Linked DNA regions of Sus scrofa: region 2 is linked to region 1. Evidence: chromatin contacts called from public promoter capture Hi-C data. All regions are on one chromosome and are shown on one strand. Each heading gives the region's core, a stretch centred on a gene start, on an enhancer-like site or on the middle of the called end of the contact. The rest is flanking DNA. Distances are from core to core; before and after follow the strand shown.

What was found. Promoter capture Hi-C pulls out the DNA fragments that hold promoters and counts their contacts.
Region 2: a promoter capture Hi-C map of liver shows a contact between it and region 1, with 5 times the contacts expected there. The contact joins the promoter of ASAP2 here to the enhancer-like site in region 1. A contact is called at or near these places in 1 of 5 promoter capture datasets (liver), 7 of 47 Hi-C or Micro-C datasets (fetal skeletal muscle, liver, mesenteric adipose tissue and 3 more) and 1 of 2 datasets of contacts at active chromatin or transcription factors (skeletal muscle).

What each region holds. Positions count from the first base shown.
Region 1 is chr3:127,013,888-127,018,610 of Sscrofa11.1, reverse strand. All of the region lies in intron 2 of ASAP2 (arf-GAP with SH3 domain, ANK repeat and PH domain-containing protein 2), which reads left to right. Among named protein-coding and RNA genes, the nearest start is that of ASAP2, 67 kb to the left of the region's middle. Within about 2 kb of position 2,205, at least 16 of the 83 cell types and tissues checked have an H3K27ac peak or open chromatin away from gene starts, as enhancers often do. A contact at or near this core is called in liver, where this site is marked.
Region 2 is chr3:127,080,306-127,085,028 of Sscrofa11.1, reverse strand. It overlaps ASAP2 (arf-GAP with SH3 domain, ANK repeat and PH domain-containing protein 2), which reads left to right and starts at 2,082. Exons shown (of 28, transcript XM_021087867.1): 1 at 2,082-2,284. The coding sequence starts at 2,159.

The DNA of each region.
Region 1 (4,723 bases), core at 956-3,455:
TTTGATTTGAAGCCAGAAGGCTGATCCTGGAGTCTTGGTTTCAGAAGCGTTGTCTATGTCGCAGGTCACCCGAGGAGACCCTCTCCTTCCTCGGGGGGTGGCGGGCTCGTCCCCAGCTCTTTGGACCTCTTCTCTAGCACCGCTTTTAGAAGCACACTCATTTGAATATATTTAGTAGGGGAAAGTAAGGATAGATTAAATTTTTTTTAGAACTAGATGTCAGAAATGAGCTGGGCGTTTTCAGTAAGGGATTAAGCCGCTGGCGACCGCAGTTGGCTCGGCGCGTGGTAGCTGTGCCGTCCTCCTGGCTCTGAAGGCAGTTGGGTCCAAGAGACGTTCCCCATAGTGGTTTCATCGTTAGAGCGTTTAACATCCTTGGACGACTGCTTGCGTGAGGAAGGAGCCTCATTTTATGTATTACTAACAGAACAGTGCAGGAGGTCCCTTCGTGGTGCAGTGGAAATGAATCCAACTAGGGACCATGAGGTTGCAGGTTCGATCCCTGGCCTCGCTTCAGGGGGTTAAGGATCCCGGCGTTGCTGTGAGCTGTGGTCCAGGTTGCAGATTCGGCTCGGATCTGGCGTTTCTGCAGCTGTGGTGTAGGCCAGCGGCTACAGCTCCGATTCGACCCCTAGCCCGGGAACCTCCATATGCCGCAGGTGCAGCCTTAAAGAGACAAAAAATAAAAAAATTTAAAAAATTAAAGAACAGTGCAGATAATTTGGTATTTATGCCTCACACTGCTGTATACTTCTTCCTGTCTCGTGTTCCTTAATTTACGTGCCAGCGTGACTTTTCTGCCTCGTTTCCTCATCTGTTGTGGGTTGGCCCCGTCTGACCTCTAGTTGATCCCCCAGTCTCCGCAGTCTGTCTCTGCCCCAGGCTGGCTAGTGGCTCCCTGCTTTGTGAGCATGGCAGGACTGTGTGTCTGCCCTGTCTGCTCTCCGGCCCTGCTCCTGGTCTGTACACACGCTGTCTGTCCCAGGAAAGAGCTGCCTGGCAGCTCCATCAGGCTGAGACTAGACACAGCCTTAGCCTCCTTTGACTGTCTTGTGTCAGTTTTCGGTGGCTGCTGTAACAGATGACCACAAACGGGATGCCTGAAAATGGCTCTGATTTACTTTGCAAGCTCTGGAGCTTGGAAGTCTGAACTGGTCTCATGGGGCTGAAATCAAGGTGTCGGGGCCAACTTCTTTCCCGGAGGCAAGAAGGTTGCCCCGCCTTTTCCAGCTCCTAGAGGGGCCTGCCTTCCTCGGCTCGTGGCCTCCTTCCATCTTCAAAGCCAGCAAGGGCTGGTGGAGTCTTTCTCAGTCTGCGCAGGTGCCGTAACAAAATACCAGACGCTTGTCTGTCACAGTTCTGGAGGCTGGAAGTCTGAGGTCAGGGCGCTGGCCTGCCCTTGTTCTGGCTGTGCCCTGACTTGGTGGAGAAAGAGCCAGAGTGTAAGCTCCAGCCAGTGGGCTGGCTGGGGTCTCTTCCTATTTGGGCTCTAATTCCAGCTTGAAAGCCCCCCCCCCCACCACATCCACACCTAATTTCCTCTCGAAGGGCCGCCCCAGGGCCGTCGTCCCGGGGTAAGGCTTGGGGAGGGGACAGTTTAGTCTACAGCAGACTCGGACTCTTCTGCCTCCCTCTCCACATTGAAGGACCTGTAGTCCTCAGGCCCTCCTGACGATCCAGGATAAGCTTCCCGTCTCACGTTGAGCTGATGAACCACTCGAATTCCATCTGCAACCTCAGACAGGTGTGGACCGCGGCCAGGAATTAGGACGTGGACTGCCTTGGGGGGAGGGACCCGATGCTCCCGCCACGCTTCCCTTCCTCATCGGCAGCTTGGAGGTGGAATCCGTTTTGACTTTGCTCTTTAGCCCACACCGAAAGCGTATCTAGAACGCAGCCACTGTTCGCTCTCTGTATCTCGCTCTTTATTGTTCTCTCGTACTGTTATGTCCCTTGATCTTGGCCCCCGATTAGATGACAGGCCCTGAGGTCAGTGACCCCTTCCGGGGGCTGGGTGCTGTGGGGCCACGCAGAAAGTCTGCGACTCTGGGAAAGCTCTTCATCTCCCTGAGCCTCGGTTTCCTCGAATGTAAGATGGGGACTAATCACTCATAGGCGGGTCCGTGACGACTGACTGAGAGCAGGTGAAAAAGTGACAGGCGGGTTCTGGGCACCTGGCGAGCATGGCAGCTGCACGTGGGCCTCCCGTCTGTTCCTCACAGCGGCCGGCGGAGCGGCTGGCAGGTGCACACGAGGGGCCCTTAAGTACTCATTTGTGTGTTGGTTTTTTTTCCTGCTCTAAGTTCACACTCTCCTCTTAGCGTAGGACAGCTAAACTTATCATTTTAGATGTGAACAGTGTGTTTTCTGGCAGGCTCTGTGTTCTACTATGAAAGGATTGTATGGATTTATGCGTGTGACAGCGGGGGGCGGGGGGGGGTGAGACGCCTTGGAGCAGCCAGCTGTGTTTTTTACAGCCTGTGAGCTAAGAGTGGTTTTTAACATTTGAGTGCATATCTACCCAGTGACCTCAGCATTACCTCTTGGGCGGCAAAGGCTTTAATATTTACTCTCTGGTTTTTAGAAGTGTGCCAACCTTTGTTTTAGAGTAGTGATTGTGAAACTTGAGCGCCCCAGGATCCCTTAGAGGTCTTGTTAAAACACAGATTGCTGGTTGCTACCCCCGAGTTTCTGGTTCAGTAGATCCAGGATGGCTCCTGAGTATTTGTTAATTGAATAAGTTCCCAGGTGACACTTGAAGCCTCTGGTCCTGAGAGTATTACCTTCAATACACACACCCCACCCCAGCCCTGACTTTAAACCTTGGCCTGGGCCAAAAGTTTATCAGTGTGTCCCGTGTATACAAAACTGTACTTTGCTTACCCAGTAGCAAGTATATTATGTTTGCTCCCAGTTTTTGATACTTTTTTTTTTTTTTTGGTCTTTTGAGGGCTGAACCCGTGGCATGTGGAGGTTCCCAGGGTAGGGGTCAAATGAGAGCTATAGCTGCTGGCCTACGCCACAGCCCCCATGTCTGTGACCTATCTCACAGCTCACGCCAGCACCAGATCCTTTACCCACTGAGCGACGCCAGGGATCAAATCTGCATCCTCTCGGATCCTAATCAGATTTGTTGCCACTGAGCCACTACAGGAACTCCAGCTCCCAGTTTTTTCTTTTTCTTTTCTTTTTTTTGCTTTTTATGGCCACACCCACAGCATATGGAAGTTCCCAGGCTAGGGGTTGAAGGGCTGCCTACACCACAGCCATAGCAACACGGGATCCAAGCCACATCTGTTACTTACACTGCAGCTCACAGCAATGCCAGTTCCCCGACCCACTAAGTGAGGCCAGGGATTGAACCCGCATTTTCATGAATGCTAGCCAGAGTTGTTTCCACTGAGCCACGATGGGAAGTCCCTCCCAGTTTTCAAGAAGATGACAACACGGTCAGCTGCTAGAACGTCTTGTGTACAGGTTTGCAAAAGGAGTTGTTGTCATGATTTGTTGTGAAACTGTTTCTACCATTTTTCCCACTTATAGTAGACTGCTATCTGACCTCTTAAAAAAAAAAAAATCCCAGTTCATATTTATTCTAAATACTTTTCTTAGTCTAGACTCTCCCAATCTCTGTCTCAGCCCATAGGTGCCCCCCCCCAAGCCGACTCTAACATTTTTCAGCTCTTGGACACATCAGTGGGTGGGAATTGTCATCTTTATCAAGAAGGAAGCAACCAAGGACTTTCATTTTCCCTTCTCCGGAATGGCCCTTCTTAAGGACGCCATGGAGCTGTTCTTACTAAGAGTGGCTTATCCCTTCTTTACCCGCAGTCTGGGCATCCTGGAGAAATGGGCACATCCTGGAAATGAAAATTACAGAGAAACAAAACGCTAATTTTCCCTCACACCCTTACCATCTCTCACTTACACAAGAAAATGAACATTCGGCGCCGTGTGTGCGTTTCTCCCTGTCATTTGCCCTGCTGATTAGACTACGGCTACTAAATCAGCACCGAGGATTGTTTCTGTTACTGTATCACAGTGAGAGTAGAGTAGTTCAAGAGAAATATGTGCAGTAGCTTAGGAACTGACACTTCATGGCGCCTTAAGAAGGAACTGTATCTGGCGTGATTTTCCCTAGTACAGGAGAAAACAAATTAGAATCCTCAGGGTTGGTCAAGAAAAAGGTGAAACTACTTTGCTGTGGCACTGAGAGGTGGTACACGGGGTTTTAGAAAGCGGTATGGACGTGCACGTCCCGAAGAATACAGTCGTTATTGCGAAGATGCGCAGGGGTGCTCCTTGCGTTGTCGTGTTGCGTATTGAAGTGGAAGACTGAGGACACCCGCTCGTCGGTTGGGGTGTAGCTGGTGACGGAATGATGCTCACGTAGCAACACGAAGAAGGTGCTGAGATGAAATCCTCAGACAGTAAAGTTGATATAAAACAACGTGCATGCATGTCTGTGATTTAAAGGAAGATGGGTTTTAACAAATGAGGAAGCGGAGAAGGCACGCCTGTGCTGATGTTCATACATCTCGCCGTGGAAGCCTCCCTGCAGTGGAAAAAAGCTCATACGCAAAGTGTTGATTACAGGCCAAGCGCTGTGCTGAATAAATACCTCAGTTTAATCCTCCCCCCCCCCCCCCCCCGCCCCCGAGCTGGGGACTGTCGGGAACTCCCTTTTCAGTGAGGCCACTGAGGCGCGAAGCCGGCCGCAGAG
Region 2 (4,723 bases), core at 833-3,332, 67 kb before region 1:
GAAAATCTCCACTGTCTCGTCTTACATCTTTAAATCCATGGTCAGATAGACACTAGTCTTCTAAAACTCAGGACTTCAAAATTTACCGAGAATACTCTCTGATGTCAACAAAGAAGAACAACAAAACTGTAGCTGGAAAACTACCTAGGAGGGATCAGAATCCATCTGGTGTAGAGAGGGCACATTAATATAAATAGTATCTACTTGAATTGTAGGAAGTTGCAAATAGAGGAAATCACCACCTACACCAAAAGGGTGAAAAAACCTAAAGGGAAGATAGAAGCAGAGATGCTAGTTTTAAAAGTGGTAGCTTATTGCCTAGCACAGTTATAAAAGCTGTGCATTGATACAGTTATTTCAGAGCGCTAAATTTCATATGCAATGCTACTAAAATACCAAAGGCCATACATAATGTCTGACCCACACTGTCACCTCATATAGCAAATTCTTACATGGGAGCTTAAAAAAAAAATTGTTTGCACCACTGTCCTGTAGCGTCAGGCGACTGCTTTGTCTGACATATTGAATTTCCAGTGTCTCTCACACTTCCTCCTATTCAGATGCACAAAAGCTTTTTGTAAAGTTTCTCTTGGTTTTATTGCTGGCAGCCACAGACACCATGCCACATGCCTGGTGTAGAGTTATGGGGTGTGATTTTATTTGACCAGTGTCTTCAGAGCTTCTAGATTTTTAAAAAACAACCGGGAGAGTTTCCTTAAGAGCTGTGCAATGAAAATCTGTGCTGATGCAAACTCTTTACCGGATCAGTTATGGATGGATGAGCTTTGCCCCCTTCTGCTGCACGTTCTTGCTGCTTCTCTCACACACTGCCTGGGTACCCTCCACTTCCTTCAGGGTATCACTTCAGGGTTATTATCTTCCCACAGTGGGTCCTGGCCTGGTACCCCAAAGCTATTTCCAACTAACCAAGAAGGACGGAGGATTGTCAGGAAGAGATAAGGAGACACGACTGGGACATTAACCAGGGGTCCTGTAAGTACTTGGAAGCGCCCAGACTGCCACCCCAGGAGGACATGGATTTGAACCCCTACCGGGTCATTCAATCATGTACTCTCGGGAGCACCGCTTGTCTTCCGTGTAAAATCAATAGCCCTCTCTTTACCCGCCTGACAGGTTGTGACAATGGGGGGGTGGCGGGGGGGGCAATACGTAGCGCCCCAGAGCACTGTGGTCATTTCTCGTTCCTGTCCTGCCGAACCCCAAACTGGCGGGAGGCATCTGCCCGGCCGAGCCCAGCGTCCTGCAGGGGGCGAGCTGCTCACACGTTCGCCCGCGCCTGGACGGGTATCCCCGGCGGTTTCGGGGGGACACCCAGAAGGGCTCCAGGCCCGGGGTGGGGTAGGGACGAGAGGGGCGGACGCGGGCTCGGCCCGGGAGGGGGCGCGCGCCGCCGCCGCCGCCGGGCACGCGCTCGGGAGCCCGGGTGGGAGTCCAGGCCAGGGCGGGGCGGGTCCCCTCAGGGTCGGATGCGGGCCCGTCTGCTCCGCGGGCCCGGCGGGGCGCGACCCCGAACCCCGACGCGCGGCGGGCGCCCGAACGCCGAGACAATGCGGCGCGCGGCGGCGGGCGGGCGAGCGGCTCGGTGGGCCGGGGCGCGCGCCTCCTTCCTTCCTTCCTGCAGCCCCAGCTTCCCGGCGGCGGCGGCGGCGGCGGCGAGCGCGCGGATTGGCGGCCCGGCCCTCAGCACCGCCCCGCCCCGCGCCCGGCCGGCCGCCGCCCCCGGCCCGGACCCGCCCCTCTCCGCGGGAGTCGCTCGGGGCCCGCGGCTGGGTGGCGGGCACTTCCCGCCGGCTGTGCGCGTCCGCCTCGGGGCTCGCTCGGGAGCGCAGGCGGCGGCGGCGGAGCCCTCGGCGCGGCGGGCGGACGGGCCGGACCCGAGCTGCGCGGGGCTGCGCGCGCGGCCCCTGCTCCCGCCGCCCGGCCCCGCGGGCGGCCGACCTGCGCCCTGCGGCAGCTCGTGCGTCTCCCGCGGCGGCGGCGGCGGCGGCCCGCGCCCCGGCGCTTCCCTTTGTCCGCGGGCCGGGCGAGCTGCGGGCGCGGCGAGGGCGGCGGCGGCGGCGTCCGAGCGGCGGGTGGGAGCCCGCGCGGCGGCTGAGGCGGCGGCTCCCCCGCGGCCGGCCGCCCGCGCGTCGAGGCGATGCCGGACCAGATCTCCGTGTCGGAATTCGTGGCCGAGACCCATGAGGACTACAAGGCGCCCACGGCCTCGAGCTTCACCACGCGCACGGCGCAGTGCCGGAACACCGTGGCCGCCATCGAGGAGGTGAGCGGCGCCGCGCGGGCCTCGCCGGGCGGCTCCGGCCGCAGGTAGCGCCGCGCCCGCCCCGCCAGCCCGCCCCCGCCCCGGGCCCCCGCTCCCGCATCCCGGGAAAAGTTTCTGTTCCTCGGAATCCGGACGCGGCCGGGCGGACGCAGCCGAAACAGAAGCCCTTTGTTCCGTGGAGGTGGCTCGGAGGGGACGGCGGCGGGCGGGCTGGCTACCTCGGGCCTTTTGTGGACCCCTCCCTCCCTCGGTTCCCTCTCGGGCCCCGGCGGCCCCCTCGCCCCTCCGCGCCGCCAACTTTGGCCCGGGAGTCGACGCGGGCGGTGAGCGGGGTCCGCTCGTCCGCCGCGGCCGGGGTCGTCGGCTGCCCGCGGTCCCCCGGCGCCCACCTCCCAACTTGTCCAAGTGCGCCTGCCCGGCGCCTCCTGGGCGCTGCCCTGGGCCCCGCTCCGGCCGACGCTCGGGTGGATCCGGGGGACCCTGGCTGCCCGAGAAAGGTGTGCTCACCTTCGCCGGGAAGGCCTGAGCCACCCCGCAGCGCGCCCGGCGCGAGCCCGGGGAGCCCGGCTTCCGATCCCCAGGCCTTTGCTAGCCTCCCTCCCCCCAGGGACGCGGGTCTCACCTGCTCGCGCCCCTGGACGCCCCCCTTCGCCACCAGCCTGGAAAAGGCCCGATTTTGGTCAAGGTGCAAAGTCATCGTCTAGGGTTAAACTAGTAAGCCCTCCACATCCTGCGGAGAGAGCACTTAGGAACCAGCAAGCTTGGGGACAGTCGAAGCAGCCTGTGACCGAGGGTCCGAGTTTGAGAGCCCAGCCCTCTGCCTTCATTTTCCTCACCTGTCGAATGGGACTAGCATCCTCTCGGGGGTGGTTGGAAGGGTCATTGCGGTCAAGCGCTTGGCTGATAATAGGTGACTGGTTTATGTCACGTGCCTGCATTGAATAGATGATTCAGTCTGGCCTGGCCAGCATGTCCAGTTACATTCTTAAAATGGGGCACACTAGGTATTTTAGAAGAAGATGACTGGGATGGCGTGAGGGAGGGAGGTCACCAGAGCGCCTTCAATTAAGCCAGGGCACTCATTTTTTTGCCCACTTGAACAAAGCAGCTGCTGTTAGGAATTGCTTGGGGAAAAAAAATCCAGAATGTTTTCCCTCAATGGAAATTTTTTTCTTTGTAGACATAAACAGTCAATAGGAGGCTAAATCAAAAGTAGCAGATTCAGCATTCTGAATGTTTTAAGTATGGCTAGGGCATCCTCTGCCTCCCCCCCCTTTTTTTTTCTTTTTCTTTTTTGGGTGGAAGAGAGCTGCCTGTAAACCGTTTGTAGTGCGCGTCTGTGATCCCACATCGCTCAATTCTCTTGTATCAGCAAGGCTTAAAAAGGATGCCTTCCAATGAGGCAGATGGGCATGAGCGTTCAGAAGTTTTTTCGGGAGTGCTGCTTGAAAAGCAAGAGGAAAATGTTCGCGGTGTTTTGTGAATACCGCATTAACAATGTTGATGGAGTGACTGCAACCCAAAAGGTAGCTGCATCTCTGAAGGGAAGAAAGGTTTGTAAAAGAAAACTTAGCCGTGTTGAAAGTTTTGTTTCTGTTCCCTACTGCCGTTGGCTGGTTAAATATTATTAACCCTGGCAGATGTTGGAAGGCTAGGCAAATAGGAATTGCTGTTAAAATTGACATACCCTCTCCTGATTCATTTTAGTGTACAGTGTGTGTTCCAAAGCCCTTTTTTTGTGTGCTCTGCAGATTACCCTGGAGCTCAGTTACTGAGCAGATTAAAAAGAGACTAGATTTGGTCATTTTATTAAACTGCAGGCTTGCTCCATATTGCTGTCTAAGCACGAGCCTTGGTTAAAGACTCAAAAATGGAAAAAAAAAATTAAAATCATTACAGGTCTATCTCACTTTAAGCAAATCCAGTGCACACCTGAAGATGATGGTATCTGTGAGCTTGGATTTATGTGAGACCTACATTTGAAAGTTGTTTCCTTTCTGAGCGAAATCACTGTGGAGTCCTTTAAATAAAGCTCTCTTCCAAGGTGTTTGATGTTCACCCTCCATTACCAAAACTTGTCCTGCAGATGGTTTTATTAACAGGTGATGCCCTCATATTTTGATTTTAAGCAGGCTCTGGTGCTGAAATAAACCCGAGCGTGGATATTGTGACATGAAGTTCGTTTAACGGAAACATTTCAAATTTGCAGGTCCTTGGTCCTGTGTTTAAACGGACATCGTGGAATTAGAAAACGAATTCTAAACTGATTAGCCTTTGTGAGCCTCTCGTTTCCAAGATAGGTTTTGTCTGCTAAAAAGTATCCTACAACTGAAGTGTACATTTTTTTTTTTGATATGCACACTTGTAGTTGGACTGTTGTCGCCAACAGACCCCTACCCTGTCCTGTGAACCTCACATCTGTAGTGTTTAGGCCTCATC